Regions from separate parts of the Zea mays genome. Here region 1 is linked to region 2. A link is a contact called in public Hi-C data. All regions are on one chromosome and are shown on one strand. The core of a region is the stretch at or near the end of the contact, and the rest is flanking DNA. Distances in the headings are between cores, read along the strand shown.

The links. A called contact is a pair of places that touch in the nucleus more often than the background predicts.
Region 1: a Hi-C map of ear shows a contact between it and region 2, with 9 times the contacts expected there. The contact joins two enhancer-like sites. A contact is called at or near these places in 3 of 25 Hi-C or Micro-C datasets (ear, leaf and root tip).

Annotation. Positions count from the first base shown.
Region 1 is chr3:29,472,740-29,479,913 of Zm-B73-REFERENCE-NAM-5.0, reverse strand. No RefSeq gene overlaps it. Among protein-coding and RNA genes, the nearest start is that of LOC100192851, 120 kb to the left of the region's middle. Within about 2 kb of position 2,028, at least 11 of the 20 cell types and tissues checked have an H3K27ac peak or open chromatin away from gene starts, as enhancers often do. A contact at or near this core is called in ear, where this site is marked.
Region 2 is chr3:29,325,616-29,333,124 of Zm-B73-REFERENCE-NAM-5.0, reverse strand. No RefSeq gene overlaps it. Among protein-coding and RNA genes, the nearest start is that of LOC100283750, 16 kb to the left of the region's middle. Within about 2 kb of position 4,749, at least 18 of the 20 cell types and tissues checked have an H3K27ac peak or open chromatin away from gene starts, as enhancers often do. A contact at or near this core is called in ear, where this site is marked.

The sequences.
Region 1 (7,174 bases), core at 779-3,278, 150 kb before region 2:
ATTGGAGATGTGAGGATTTGGGATAGAGAGAGACAGAGAGATGAATAGCGACAAAAAAGATTTTCGGGTTTGTTCCTTTGTTTTCTGCCAATATAAAAAATTGTGGGAAATCCTCTGGGTGTTTCAGTTTGTTATTCTTCCATAGTTTGGAAAATAGCTGTGCTGACTCATCGTTGCATTCTCTTACGTCTGCTTACCTGCTTGTCTGTAGTACTTATTCAGGACTCATATTTTTTGAAGAGAACCAGTCACAGGTACAGACTGTTGTTGCAGAATGGCTGGAAGCCGAAAAGCTATAGCGGGGTTGTGCTCGAGTGTTGGAACTTCAACATCGCCGTCGACACCGAGGTTGTCGAGAAGGGGTGTGCCACACACACACACTATCTTATCCCCCATCTTCCAGCGACCCTGACCAATCCTAAGTAGTTGTTGTACATTGTGTCAGCCATGGCTTCATCGGGTGGTCTTCTGCTGTTCGTCAGTGCCATCAATGAGAAGAGCGACAAGGAGATCATGAGGGAGATTTAGTCCATCATGCACAAGATCGCGTCTTGCATCACCTACCTCCCCTACCTCGACAAGCCGTGTAAGCACCGCAACCAACATTCAATCGTTCCTGTATTTCACCTTCCTTTTGGGATTGTTGTTGTAAGCCTGCAACTGCAATGGTGGCTGACTCTGTTCTCCTATCCTCCCGTGCCAAACTGGTCAAGCGTGTTTGACATGCTGGCATGTTATTGATGTCTTGTGTGTTTGTGCTGTTTTGCTATTTAATTGATCCTGAGTTAAGGAAATATTATCTAATCTATGTAATAATTAGTCATAATATGTTTCTTAATTGACATCCTTTCTTGCTGCTGTTATAGTGTTATATATTGAGCTGCTTATTGTTGTTGCACTTTGTAGCCGTGTCTCTGTACAAACTTACATGTTTTACTTGCAGCCTGTAATTGACCTTCAAATGTTATTTATCTACAGGTTTACAACAATAGGGCCGCCTGTTACACCAAGTTAGGAGAAAATTGAGAAGAAAAGGTTCTAACCGTTCGCAACATGTTTTTCTTAAATCTCCAAGCACGTTTTTTTAACATGTAGCTTGCTCCAGGAAGGAAATGGAATATGCAAATTGGCAGAACTTTGATCGGCTCAAAGCCTCAAACTCAACCCAACACCTAGATGTTCCGACACATGCATCAGTAAACAAACCCATTAATTTCCTGAAAAGAGATCAATGAACTTTTTCCACACAGTTTTACTGTACCAACTACTCTGTGGTTTATGCATCAGCCACGCACTTATCAGCTCCACCCAGTAGCGTGTCCTCTATTTGTGCGTGCGCTCATCACCATGCCATGAGCCATGAGCCATGAGGGAGCGAGACCCGGTTCTAGCGCAACAAGTGAACGATCTCCGACGCGATGCCCAGCTTCTCCTCAGTCACCCGGTTCACCTTCTCCAGCGGCGACGCGATCCCCTGCGCGTCGAAGAGGCCCTGGCACTTCTCGGGGAACACGCGCAGGGAGCTCACAGCGTCGGCCACGCGGTTGTCGTACGCCGGCATGTAGGTCACCCTGGCCAGCGCGCTCGCCGCGGCGCGGAGGCAGTCCAAGTACAGCGCGTTGCACCTAGCCACCAGGCGGTCCGCTGGCGTCCCTCGCGGCCTCGCGCCCCGTAGCTGAGGTCCAACGAGTGCAGCCTAGCGCGGAGCGCCGATCTCCTGGCGGCCTTCAGCCCGATGATGGCGAGCTCCCGGACCGTCGTGGCGCTGCGGCTCTGGTTGCTGGACTCGAGCAGGGACACGCAGAGGCGCTGGTTGGACGTCCTGCCACAGGTCTGGGCGACCAGGGACGTGCAGGCGGACGATCCGGGGAGGAAGGAGGCTGCGGCGGCGATGCCGAGCAGAGCGGCGAGGAGAACCTTGTGGTTTCCGGGTGATGTTCTGCTCGTTGAAGCGGCCATTGCCGTGGCCCCTGATGGACCGTGGACCTTAAAACTGAAAAGAGACCCTGGAAGTCCTGGACGTGTGTGTGCAAGCACTCTTGTCTGTACGTCCTGCATTTATATATAGTTGTACATATACGATCAAGATGCATGGGAGTTCATCGAGCTTAAGTGGCACTGGTCGCAGTAAATGTTTTTTAACGAACATTAATTACTTTAACGCACACCAAAATTAAGACGTATGGAAGAATCATCAAGTTGAACAGTCCATGAGAATGGTTTTTTTCCATGTACCTAGTTTTTTTTTAAAAAAACAGGATTATAGGTCAAGAATGCACTAAAGCACTTTTACATTGCATAATTATGTATTTCAACGTGTTATTGCTAGATATGTTTCATTTAGGGGCCGTTTGGGACCGCTCTAGAGAGCTCAGACTCCTGGCCAACCGGCGGCCGACAGCTCACATGCAAGCAACAGTCAACAGATGATGCAGCGGCCCCGGCTTCCCTTCCGAGAGTCACACGAAGGTCACAACACGACCAAAGCTGGAGCACTAGAAAGAGCAGGAGGAGTCAGAGTACTTGAGCCCTCTCAAAGAGGCCCTTAATTACAATAGCAAAATCAATTAGCGTGGTCATATGTTTTTCAACATAACAAAAAAAAATACATATGTTGTAATGTTTTAAATGTTGAAGGCAATGATACCTAAAACCTACTACACGAGATCTTACCCTATTGGGCTTGTTCGGTTATTTTCAGTCCATATGGATTGAAAAGGATTGATACGGATTGACAGAGATTTTGATTTACTAGGGATTGAAACCCCATCAATCCTCCTCAATCCATATAGATTGGGGTAGAACGAACAAGCCCTTAGTACGGTAGAAAGAACGTATACAAAAGTTTTGGTGATTCTCATCTTAATACGGTAGAAAGAACGTATACACTTGTCGGGGACCATAATTAGGGGTACCCTCAAGACTCCTAAATCTCAGCTGGTAACTCCCATCAGCACAAAGCTGCAAAGGCCTGATGGGTGCGATTAAGTCAAAGGTCGGTCCATTCGAGGGACGCGATCACGTCTCGCCCGAGCCCAGCCTCGGGCAAGGGCAGCCGACCCCGGAGGATCTACGTCTCGCCCGAGGACCCCCTCCAGCAACGGACACACCTTCGGCTCGCCTGAGGCCCAGTCTTCACCAAGAAGCAACCTTGGCCAAGTCGCCACGCCAACCGACCAAATCGCAGGGGCATTTAATGCAAAGGTGGCCTGACACCTTTATTCTGACGCGCGCCCTCCGGTTGACAGAGCCGAAGTGACTGTAGTCACTTCGCCGCTCCACTGACCGGCCTGACAAGAGGACAGCGCCGCCTGCGCTGCTCTGACTGCTGTGCCACTCGACAGAGTAAGGCTGACAGCAGCCAAGTCCGGCCTCAGGCGCCATAGGAAACTCCGCTTCGCCCGACCCCAGGGCTCGGACTCGGGCTCAGCCCCGGAAGACGACGAACTCCGCTCCGCCCGACCCCAGGGCTCGGACTCGGGCTCAGCCCCGGAAGACGACGAACTCCGCTCCGCCCGACCCGGAAGACGACGAACTCCGCTCCGCCCGACCCCAGGGCTCGGACTCGGGCTCAGCCCCGGAAGACGACGAACTCCGCTTCGCCCGACCCGAGGGCTCGGACTCGGGCTCAGCCCCGGAAGACGACGAACTCCGCTCCGCCCGACCCCAGGGCTCGGACTCGGGCTCAGCCCCGGAAGACGACGAACTCCGCTCCGCCCGACCCTAGGGCTCGGACTCGGGCTCAGCCCCGGAAGACGACGAACTCCGCTCCGCCCGACCCCAGGGCTCGGACTCGGGCTCAGCCCCGGAAGACGACGAACTCCGCCTCGCCCGACCCCTGGGCTCGGACTCGGGCTCAGCCCCGGAAGACGACGAACTCCGCTCCGCCCGACCCCAGGGCTCGGACTCGGGCTCAGCCCCGGAAGACGACGGTCTCCGCCTCGCCCGACCCAGGGGCTCGGACTCGACCTCGGCCTTGGAAGACAGACTCGACCTCGACCTCGGAGGAGCCTCCACCTCGCCCAACCCAGGGCTCAGACCGACCACGTCAACAGGAGGCGCCATCATTACCCTGCCCCAAGCTGACTCAGGCTACGGGAAACAAGACCGGCGTCCCATCTGGCTCGCTCCGCTATACGAGTAATGATGGCGCCCCGCACGCTCTATGACGACGGCGACTCTCAGCCCCCTTACGGAAGCAAGAAGACGTCAGCCAGGACTCGACAGCCCCGACAGCTGTCCTTCCGCCAGGCTCCGGCGCTCCTCCAACGGCCACGACACCACACGAACCGGGTGCCAAAACCTCTCCGGCTGCCACGATGGCATGTACTTAGGGCGCTAGTTCTCCTCCGCTAGACACGTTAGCACATTGCTACACCCCCATTGTACACCTGGATCCTTTCCTTACGCCTATAAAAGGAAGGTCCAGGGCCCTCTTACAGAGGGTTGGCCGCGCGGAGAAGGACGGGATGGCGCTCGCGTGAGGCCGCTCGCTCCCTCCCGCGTGGACGCTTGTAACCCCCTACTGCAAGCGCACCCGACCTGGGCGCGGGACAAACACGAAGGCTGCGGGATTTCACCTCTCACGCCTGTCTCCCTCCGGCTTCTTCCCCCCTTCGCGCTCCGTCTCGCGCCGACCCATCTGGGCTGGGGCACGCGGCGACAATTTACTCGTCGGTCCAGGGACCCCCCCGGGTTCGAAACGCCGACAGTTGGCGCGCCAGGTAGGGCACTGCTGCGTGTTGACGAACAACTTCCCGTCAAGCTCCAGATGGGCAGTCTCCAGCAACCTTTCCAGCCCCGGGACGGTGCTCCGTTTTGGGAGTCTTGAGTTCATGTCCCTCGACGGCAGCTACGACATGATACTCCTTCCCCCGCCGCGCGACAGCGACAATGGCAGCCGACAACCCGCCTGCCGGCGGCGGAATCGACGACGTCTTCCCCGCGCGGTGGAAGAACAACATTCGAGCTCGCCCCGTCCCCTCCCCCGCCGACGGAGGAGGAGGCGGGGCAACCAAGGCCAAGCAGGAGGCGGCACCTCGTCGGCTGTCGAGCGAGTCGACGGCGCCGGCACCCCAACGGGGGGCACGTCGGGCATCGACCTCGCGTCTGAGACGAAGACGAGCGCCGTCTCCCCGCAACACGCCAACCCCAAGCAAACGGACGACGCCAACACGCTCGCAAGGGACTTGCTGGGCGTCACCCTCATACCTGAGACGGCGGTGCAGTCTACCCCTGACGTGACTTCGTCACCGCATGTCGACCAAGAGGTACCGACCGATTCCCATCTCGCTCCTTTTGGATTCAGCCTCAACCCACCAAGCGACTTCGCTTTGGTGGACGCTCTCATAGAGGCGAGTCCAAACCCTCTGGGGTATCGTATGCGGTCACCCTGGGACCGGTTGACGGCCGTCTCGACCTACGGGCCCTCGGGGTCCGAGGAAGATGACGAGTCCGACTTCTGTTGGGATTTCTCCGGACTTGGTAACCCCAATGTCATGCGGGACTTCATGACCGCATGCGACTATTACCTTTCCGACTGTTCCGACGGTAGCCGCGGCCTCGGCGACGAGGACTGCGACCCAAGTCGTGAATGTTTCCACGTCGATCTAGGGGGTCCCGACGAAGGCAACCATCTTGGTATGCCGGAGAACGGTGATCTCCCTAGGCCTGTGCCTCGCATTGACATCCTTCGGGAGCTAGCTGTGGTCCCCGTCCCGGCGGGGGGTCATGACCCACAGCTCGAGCAAATCCACGAGATGCAGGCCACGCTCGACGAGGGGGCAGGAACACTTGAGCCGATCCGTTGGGACATCGGGCAGGAATGGGCGGGCCGACCTCCGGCCGGAGAAGTGCGTCATCTACCCTAGGGTATCCAGCACCGCATCGCCGACGATGTCAAGGTAAGGCCGCCACCGACTTCCAATGGAGTCGGCCAGAACCTGGCTGCAGCGGCAATACTTCTCCGCGCGATGCCGGAGCCATCAACCACCAAGGGGCGGCGAATTCAGGGAGAGCTCAAGAATCTCCTGGAGGATGCCGCGGTCCGACAGGCCGAAAGCTCCGCCTCCCGAAGGCAGGGGTACCCCTCGGAACATCGCGCCGCAACTTCCTGATTCATGCGGGAAGCCTCGATCCACACCGGATGCACGTGCAACACAGCGCCTGCGGCCCCGGGTCGCCTCGGCAACGAGCACCATCACCGCAACCGTCAGGCCCACCTCGACGAGAGGGTGCGCCGAGGCTACCACCTCAGGCGTGGGGGACGCTACGACAGCGGGGAGGATCGGAGTCCCTCGCCCGAACCACCCGGTCCGCAGGCTTTCAGCCGCGCCATACGACGGGCGCCGTTCCCGACCCGGTTCCGAACCCCGACTACTATCACAAAGTACTCGGGGGAAACGAGACCAGAACTGTGGCTCGCGGACTACCGGCTGGCCTACCAACTGGGTGGAACGGACGATGACAACCTCATCATCCGCAACCTCCCCTTGTTCCTTTCCGACACCGCTCGCGCCTGGCTGGAGCACTTGCCTCCGGGGCAGATCTCCAACTGGGACGACCTGGTCCAAGCCTTCGTCGGCAATTTCCAGGGCACGTACGTGCCCCCTAGAAACTCCTGGGATCTCCGAAGCTGCCGCCAGCAGCCGGGAGAGTCTCTCCGGGACTACATCCGGCGATTCTCGAAGCATCGCACCGAGCTGCCCAACATCACCGATTCGGATGTCATCGGCGCGTTCCTCGCCGGCACCACCTGCCGCGACCTGGTGAGCAAGCTGGGTCGCAAGACCCCCACCAGGGCGAGCGAGCTGATGGACATCGCCACCAAGTTTGCCTCTGGCCAGGAGGCGGTTGAGGCCATCTTCCGGAAGGACAAGCAGCCCTAGGGCCGCCCACCGGAAGATGTCCCCGAGGCGTCAACTCAGCGCGGCACCAAGAAGAAAGGCAAGAAGAAGTCGCAAGCGAAACACGCCGCCGCCGATGAGGACCTTGTCGCCGCCGCCGAGTACAAGAACCCTCGGAAACCTCCCGGAGGTGCCAACCTCTTCGACAAGATGCTCAAGGAGCCATGCCCCTATCATCAGGGGCCCGTCAAGCACACCCTTGAGGAGTGCGCCATGCTTCGGCACCACTTTCACAAGGCCAGGCCACCCGTGGAGGGTGGCAGGGCTCG
Region 2 (7,509 bases), core at 3,500-5,999:
TTCTTTCCTTTGATCTTTTCCCGTTTGCGAGGAATCTCCACAACTTGGAGTCTCTCGCCCTTACAATTGAGTTCACAAAGAAATACGGAGTAAGGTGGGAATGAGCAACGCACACAAGACTCGAAAATCATAGCAACAACACGCACACAAGTCGCAACAAGAGCTCGCAACGCAACACAAAGAGTTCACAACTCCACAAGAGCTCTATATGCTATCACAATGAAACGAATGCGTGAGATTGATGTCTTGGTGCTTAGAAGAGTTGTAGGAATGCTTGGTATGCTCCTCCATGCGCCTAGGGGTCCCTTTTATAGCCCCAAGGCAGCTAGGAGCCGTTGGGAACAAATCTGGAAAGCCATCTTTGCCTTCTGTCTCGTGGCGCACCGGACAGTCCGGTGCACACCGGACACTGTCCGGTGCCCGATTTGTTTCCTTAAATGGCGAAGCCGACCGTTGCCGACCGTTGCAGATCTGGCGCACCGGACAGTCCGGTGCACACCGGACAGTCCGGTGCTTCCTTCCGACCGTTGGCTCGGCCACGTGTCGCGTGCCGATCGCGCGGCCGACCGTTGGCCCGGCCGACCGTTGGCTCACCGGACAGTCCGGTGCACACCGGACAGTCCGGTGAATTTTAGCCGAAGTCGCCGGAGAAAAAACCGAGAGCGGCCTCTTCGGCCGAGGCAGCCTGGCGCACCGGACACTGTCCGGTGCACCACCGGACACTGTCCGGTGCACCACCGGACAGTCCGGTGCCCCAGACCGAAGCAGCCCCTTGGCTGTACACAGCCAAGTCTTCTCTTCTCTTCTTCTATCTGTTTCTAACACTTAGACAAATATATTAGTACACAAAACCAATGTACTAAGGCTTAGAAACATACCTTAACTTGTGATTTGCACTTTGATCATCCTTGGGCATATTTTCACATTTAAGCACTTGTGTTTGCACTCAATCACCAAAATACTTAGAAATGGCCCAAAGGCACATTTCCCTTTCAAGTACCACACTCAGCAAAGCGTTTGTCGAGTTACCGAGCCTTTGCCGAATGACTAGGGCACTCGATAAAGAACTTTGTTCTGATAGTGGTGGTTATCTTGTTGTGGAATCCGTTGATCAACGTTGTTGTTTACCGTTTTCGTCTTAATTTTATCTCTTGACATTGTTACAATTTTCGTTTATGCTTAATTATATAATATAAAACACAAAAATATGTATGTTATGTTGGCTAGGTGGGTACGATTGTGGGGGCTTCAATCAATCGTACTCCTTCATCTATATAAAGGAAAGGTTTGGATCCGTTACAAGGCGGTTCTAGAGCTTATCCCGCATGTTTTGCTAACAAGTCCCGCAAGAAATCTAGAACCCTAACTGATTCTGCACACACGCAGAGGGTCCACGCCGCTATGGCATACAGTCCAACTGTGAGACCTGGTCGTCCGTATTGTCATTTTCAATGCTCAAATGGCTGCAAAGATCATTAGAGCCAACCTTTTAGCCCACCTGCATAATTGTTATATCTTTATTACTAATGTATACCCCACTTGTCTCTCTTATAAGTTTTTTTATTCTCATGTCTAAGCGAGCTATAAGTTTACATATCACTTCTCTCTCTTTCAATTCAGCATTTAGCCTTGTTGTAGCGTGTTATTATACTTGCTCTAAGCTATGACCAACAGATCGTGTATATGATCGTGCAAAAACACACAGTTTTACACTGCAAACAGTACTATTTAAGGAGTGAAGTTTGAAATGAGAGAGTGAACGACGACAACACGTGACGAGTAGGCGACGCATCAAAAGTTTGAAGTGAAGATAAACTTTATATCAAAACTGTAGAAATTGTCGAGGTATAAAATTTTATAAATGGCATTTTTTTAACCTGAAACGTTAGCTTTTGATCATTTTGCTCACATATTGCGGAAACCAAAGGATTCGATGCAGCATGGCGAAGAGCCATTGCCATGCATGCAGATATAACTTCCTGGCCGAAGAGAAAGCATTATTGTGTTTAATTAGGCTCCATGAAGAAGGCCAAACCTGAGCCATAGTAGTATAGTAGTGGATGTAGAGATGGCAATGGGCCCCGATTCCTCGCGGGGAATTCCTCCATTACGGGATGGAGATGGGGAAGGTTCTCCCCCCACGGGGATGTAAACGGGGAAAAATCCTCCCCCGATGGGTAAATGGGGACGGGGATGGGGAAACATTCCCCATCCCCGTTCCCCGCGGGGACCCGTTAAACTTGTATATGGTGATGTTTTCATGTAATATATAATGATAAAAATAAATAATTACATTGTTAAGAGATAACTCGTTGTACAAATATGCTTATTTTGATGTACATATAATGAGTTCTAACATCTGACTATATAAGTGATAATGTTTTGTATTAATAACAAAGAAAGTATGTCATAATTATAATTTAAACGGGGACGGGGATCCCCGATGGGGATTTATCCCCGCGGGGAACGAGGATGAAGAAGAAATGCTCCCCGCAAGAGTTTGTGGGGATCCCTGCGGGAATTTTTTTTGTCGCGTGGCCCCGTTGCCATCCATAAGTGGATGCGACGACGCGACCATTGCGGCGTGAACCGTGCGCAGCATGATACACGCAACAAGATCGGGCCGCCACGTGTTCGTTGAGAAAGGATCCATTTAGGGATGGCAAGGGGGAAATCCCCGTCGGGTTTTGGCTCCCCGTACCTATCCCAGCGACAAAAATTTCCCCGCGGGGATCCCCACGAACTCTTGCGGGGGGCATTTCTTCTCCATCCCCGTTCCCCGCGTGGATAAATCCCCATCGGAGATCCCCTTCCCCGCTTAAATTATAATTATGACATACTTTCTTTGTTATTAATATAAAACATTATCACTTATATACATTGTCAGATGTTAGAACTCATTATGTGTACATCAAAATAACATATTTATACAACGAGTTATCTCTTAACAATGTAATTATTTATTTTTATCATTATATATTACATGAAAACATCACCATATATAAGTTTAACTGGTCCCCGCGGGGAACGGGGATGGAGAATGTTTCCCCGTCCCCGTTTACCTATCGGGGGAGGATTTTTTTTCCCGTTTACATCCCCGCGGGAGAGAACCTTGTTCGGTTATTTCCAATACACATGGATTGAATGGGATTGGAAAAAATTCTTAAGAAATTTGACTTGTTTGGGATTCAAACTCATCCAATCTCACTCAATCCACATGGATTGAGAGCTAACCGAACAAGCCCTAATGGAGGAATTCCCCGCGAGGAATCAGGGATCAGGGCCCATTGCCATCTCTAGATCCATTGCTCGGCTTCGGCGCTTCGCAAAATAAAGGTATCCACAAAGTCAGCCAGCCAGCTCCAAGTCCCAACAGCGCAACACATTTCTGTTTCCCCGTTAAAAGTCGAGAACAAGTACTGAGGCTTGGCAATTAAAGTTTTTCACGAAGTTAGCCGATACTTCTCCATCGATTTTCTTTTTTTTTAAAAAAAAACAAGTAACTGCATTGCTTCTTCTCTTAGAAATCCTGGACAATCACCGTGTTTCTGAACCATACTTTTAATTTATACCTACAATATACTTCCCACGATCGGGATCTACTTTGGAAAAAGTAGTGGACCCGCTGATGGATACGGTTGCGGTTGCGGTTGCGGTTGCGGGTGGTGTTGGGTAGTGTGCGGCGGCCGGTCCGGCTCCGGCAGGTCATGTGAGTTCCTGACAGTATCATGCGTGGCGAGGTAGTACAAGCGTACCATTCCCCCTCTGAACCGGATGGAAGGTTTAGGCTGAGCCCGCTGAGGAGGGTTCGCGTCACCTACTCAACCGGCCTCTGCCGTCCGGTCAATGTATAATCCGGGATTCCGGGTCTCATCTGGCTCGCCGAGTGGTCTATGGCCCCTTTGGCAGGGCTCTGGCTTCTCCAAAAACAGCTTTGACTCTGGCTCACGAGTTGAAGCGACTTCTTTAGATGAGCCAAAGCCATTCTAAAAAATCATTTGGCAAAACGGCTTATAGGTTGTTTTTCAGAAAGACCCTTGTATAGTTTATCTCTCCTGTACGTGGCTAGGGATTGCGGGCAGGACCAAAAAAAATAATTTGGACTGGTGGGAGAGCTATTGTGCAAAAATGACGTGAGCTGAAGCCGGGTGAGCCACTTTTTTTGGCTCATGTCCTCTAGTTCATTTTGGAAAAGCACTTCACTGGTGAAGCTATTTGAAAAAGAGGTGTTTGACATAACTTTTGCATAAGCCAGAGCCGAAGCTGAAAAATAAGCCCTACCAAAGGGCCCTATATATGTCAGCCGGCCTGAGTTCTGCACTGCGCGCAGACGTTTTATCTTCAAGCGATCCAAGTTCCACTGGACCCTGAAAATTCAAAAAAACAAAAACAAAAACAAAACAAAACTCGGCACGCTCATAACATAGAGTGGGGGGTAGGGGTACAGGTACAGGCGTACAGCCCGAAAGGAGCTGGGGAGATGTCAGATGTCACGGCTTTCGTCGCACGGCAGCCCTATATAAACGCTCAAGTGGTGATTACTGATCGTCCTGGTACAGTCAGTGCGTACTTACCGGTGTTAGTAATATATAAGATCGATGTGGGCTGAAAATGAGAGAGAGAGAGAGTATAGTAGTAATCTGTAGCGTAGGCTAGCACAACCAGTGGCACTCGGTGATAGGAGCTTCCAGCTTTGGGTGACACGTGGTACGGCGGCGGCGGCATCCACGTATGGTTCCACACCCCTCCACTCTGTCTATCCCTGTTGCTGCGGCGTGGCAGCCCATGAACGATGATGGGCCGGGCGGTGGCTCTGCCATGCGATGCAAATTGCAACAACGACCAATACAAAAACGTGGATCGAAAATCATGTCTGGTCCCCACAAGGCAAGGCCCCCCTCAACCCTATGACAGAGCATGCATTTCGCCTCGAACCTCCATCGAGGCCGGTGGCACGACGGGACCCCGCTCACTCGCTCCGCAGAGTTGTCCCCAATCACATGCGCCGCTCATGTCATGCACCCCGTAGCGTAGCTTCTCTACTACTGCCTACGCTTCGCAGCTCGCTCCGCCTGCCCGTCCGTGCTTTGGCAGTGAAAAGCTCTATACCGCGCTCTGCCGCGATAGATGGGTCGTGGTCCCGTCGCCCCGCCAGCCCGCCTGCCTGGCTCTGGCTGCTGCAGTGTGCTGCTAGGCCTAGGCGCGTGCTAGCTCGCCCCCATCCCCCGTCCCCCCAATGCCAAGGCAATGCAAGGGCTCCTCCTCCACTAGCGGAGCAAAAGCGCTATCCCCATCCATCCGATCCGATGCGATCAGCTGCGGCCAGCGCATTTTGCAGGTGTCGTCACTTTGCATCTCGCAGGCCACAATTCCTCTCGGCATCTACCGTTGCCTCCCCACCCCCACCCGTGTCGTCCTCAGAGCCGGACCTTCTTTATCCCTTCCCTTCTCGGCTCCATTCCACCAAACGCTCATGAATACCGTTGGTTGTTGCGTGGCGGGATTCAATTCCACACATGATTGGTCGATCGAACCTCAGATGCTCGCTGCTTGATTGCTCGGTGTTACTTTCTCTCGTGTCCATAGGCAGAGCCGCTGCCGCAGCCGTCTCTCCGATCCGCGTGTCCGCCGCTCTGGCCTGCTGGAAAAGGCGAGGCGAGGCCAGGCGTGAATAAACCTCAGAGGCGAAGGACAGCAGCAGTTGCATTGCATGATCCAAGTCCAACCCCACCCTGGCCGCTGCAGCTGCAGGCTGCAGCCTGCATGCGGTTGCGGTACGTGAATCTCGTCTCGCTACCTGCGGTGTGGTGTGCATTTGCCACCACATTCGTCAACAAGTTTGCTTAAAATTTCAAAAATGGTTTCTCGAAACATCGCAACACAGATTGTCAACATACGAAAACATGCCGAGCAGGAGAGCTCTCTTTTTTTTTATCTCTCTCTAAACTTTTCAGTGTCATATATATGCACAACAGAAAGCGGTACAAAAAGAGGGCGAGGGCTGGGGCTGGGGCTGGTCCCGGCTCTCCCCCACCGGCCCACACCTCCCACGGCCCACCGTCCTTCCTCTCTCTCTCTCTCTGTCTCTTGTTTGGTCTTTCTGTCCCTGCGCAGCGAGGCCCACCACGCCCACGAGCCCCACCACTGCCACCAGCCCAGGCCCAGCTCAGCACATCACCAGGCCAGAGTCCAGACCAGACACCAGACCACACATGCCGCTAGTGGTACCGTTGCTAGTTGCTGCTATGCTACCCATCATCAAGAGTCAATCATTTTCTTCTGAGACGAGGGGGAAAATAAAAAGAATCATCAAATCCACGAGAGATACACATAATACACCACTCGCAAACGCTAGGACTCTGTACTGGGGGCTGGGCAGCGCAGCAAATGGTGGGTGGGTGGGTGGGTGGGGGCAGCGCTCACTGGGATTTTGAATTGCGTCCCTCTGTAGTATGCAGCAGCCAGCAGGAGAACCATACGGGAGGGCGGGGAGTTGCAGCAGGTCTGCCCTGCAACGCCGCAACCGCAACAGCGACGCAGCAGATTCCTCCCACTCCCACTCTCACCTCACGCACGCACAGTCGGCAGAGGTAGTGCAGCGTCGTCTTCTTCTTCTTCGTATCGGTACGAAACTGTGTACCGCCGCTGATCGCTAATCATGGAGACGGAGCTGGATCGCGGACCTCTCTCACCTCTGCGCAGGGCAGTCCATCGTCCATGGCTCGGTTCAGATGGCCCTCCTGCCCCTGCTGCTGCTGCGACGAGGCTTGAAGAGAGTTGCAGGATGGATACGGCACAGTGGAGGTGCATGTGGGTTAAAAGGAAGGAAGAGTAGCCTGGCCGCCGTATGCCGACGACTCCTTCACTACACCGGTGTGTGTCTGTGTGTGTAAATGACGATGTGCAGGGCAGGACAGTCCCCAGCTCCCGCCCGCCGGGCCGAGGTATCTCACTGTGCGCAGCTTTTCAACGAACAACAGACGCGGGATGGACGGCCGTGTCACGCGCCACCGGGGCCGGACGTACGTACGGTTGCCGGCCGCCATGCATGGCCCTGCCCAGCTGCAGCAGCATCAGCCAATCAAGGCAACGAACCGCCCGAAACCGAAAGCCATGCGCAGGCAGAAAGCGTTGGGAGGAGAGGAGCACACGGAGGAGGAGGCAGCTGTGCCTGTGCGGCTGATCGGACCAGCCTCCAGGTCCGGCGACAGCGGCTGCTAGCTAGCTAGTGCCTCCATCTCCGTATCTCGTGCCCCGCGCGTCCACCTATCTGCAGATTCTTTTTTTTAAATATACTTTTATCAATGTTTTAAGATAGTGATTATATACGTCGCTATTGACTGAGATTGATGTTTTGGCTGAATTACTGTAGATGGATCGTTTAGTTCGATTATTCCATGCATGGGAGGAAGTTAAAAGGAGATGGAAAGCTTGAAACCATGAATGAAGTTTCTCAGATCTTTGGTACGCCTCCAACTTCTGATATGCTTTGCTTAGCGGATGCACTAG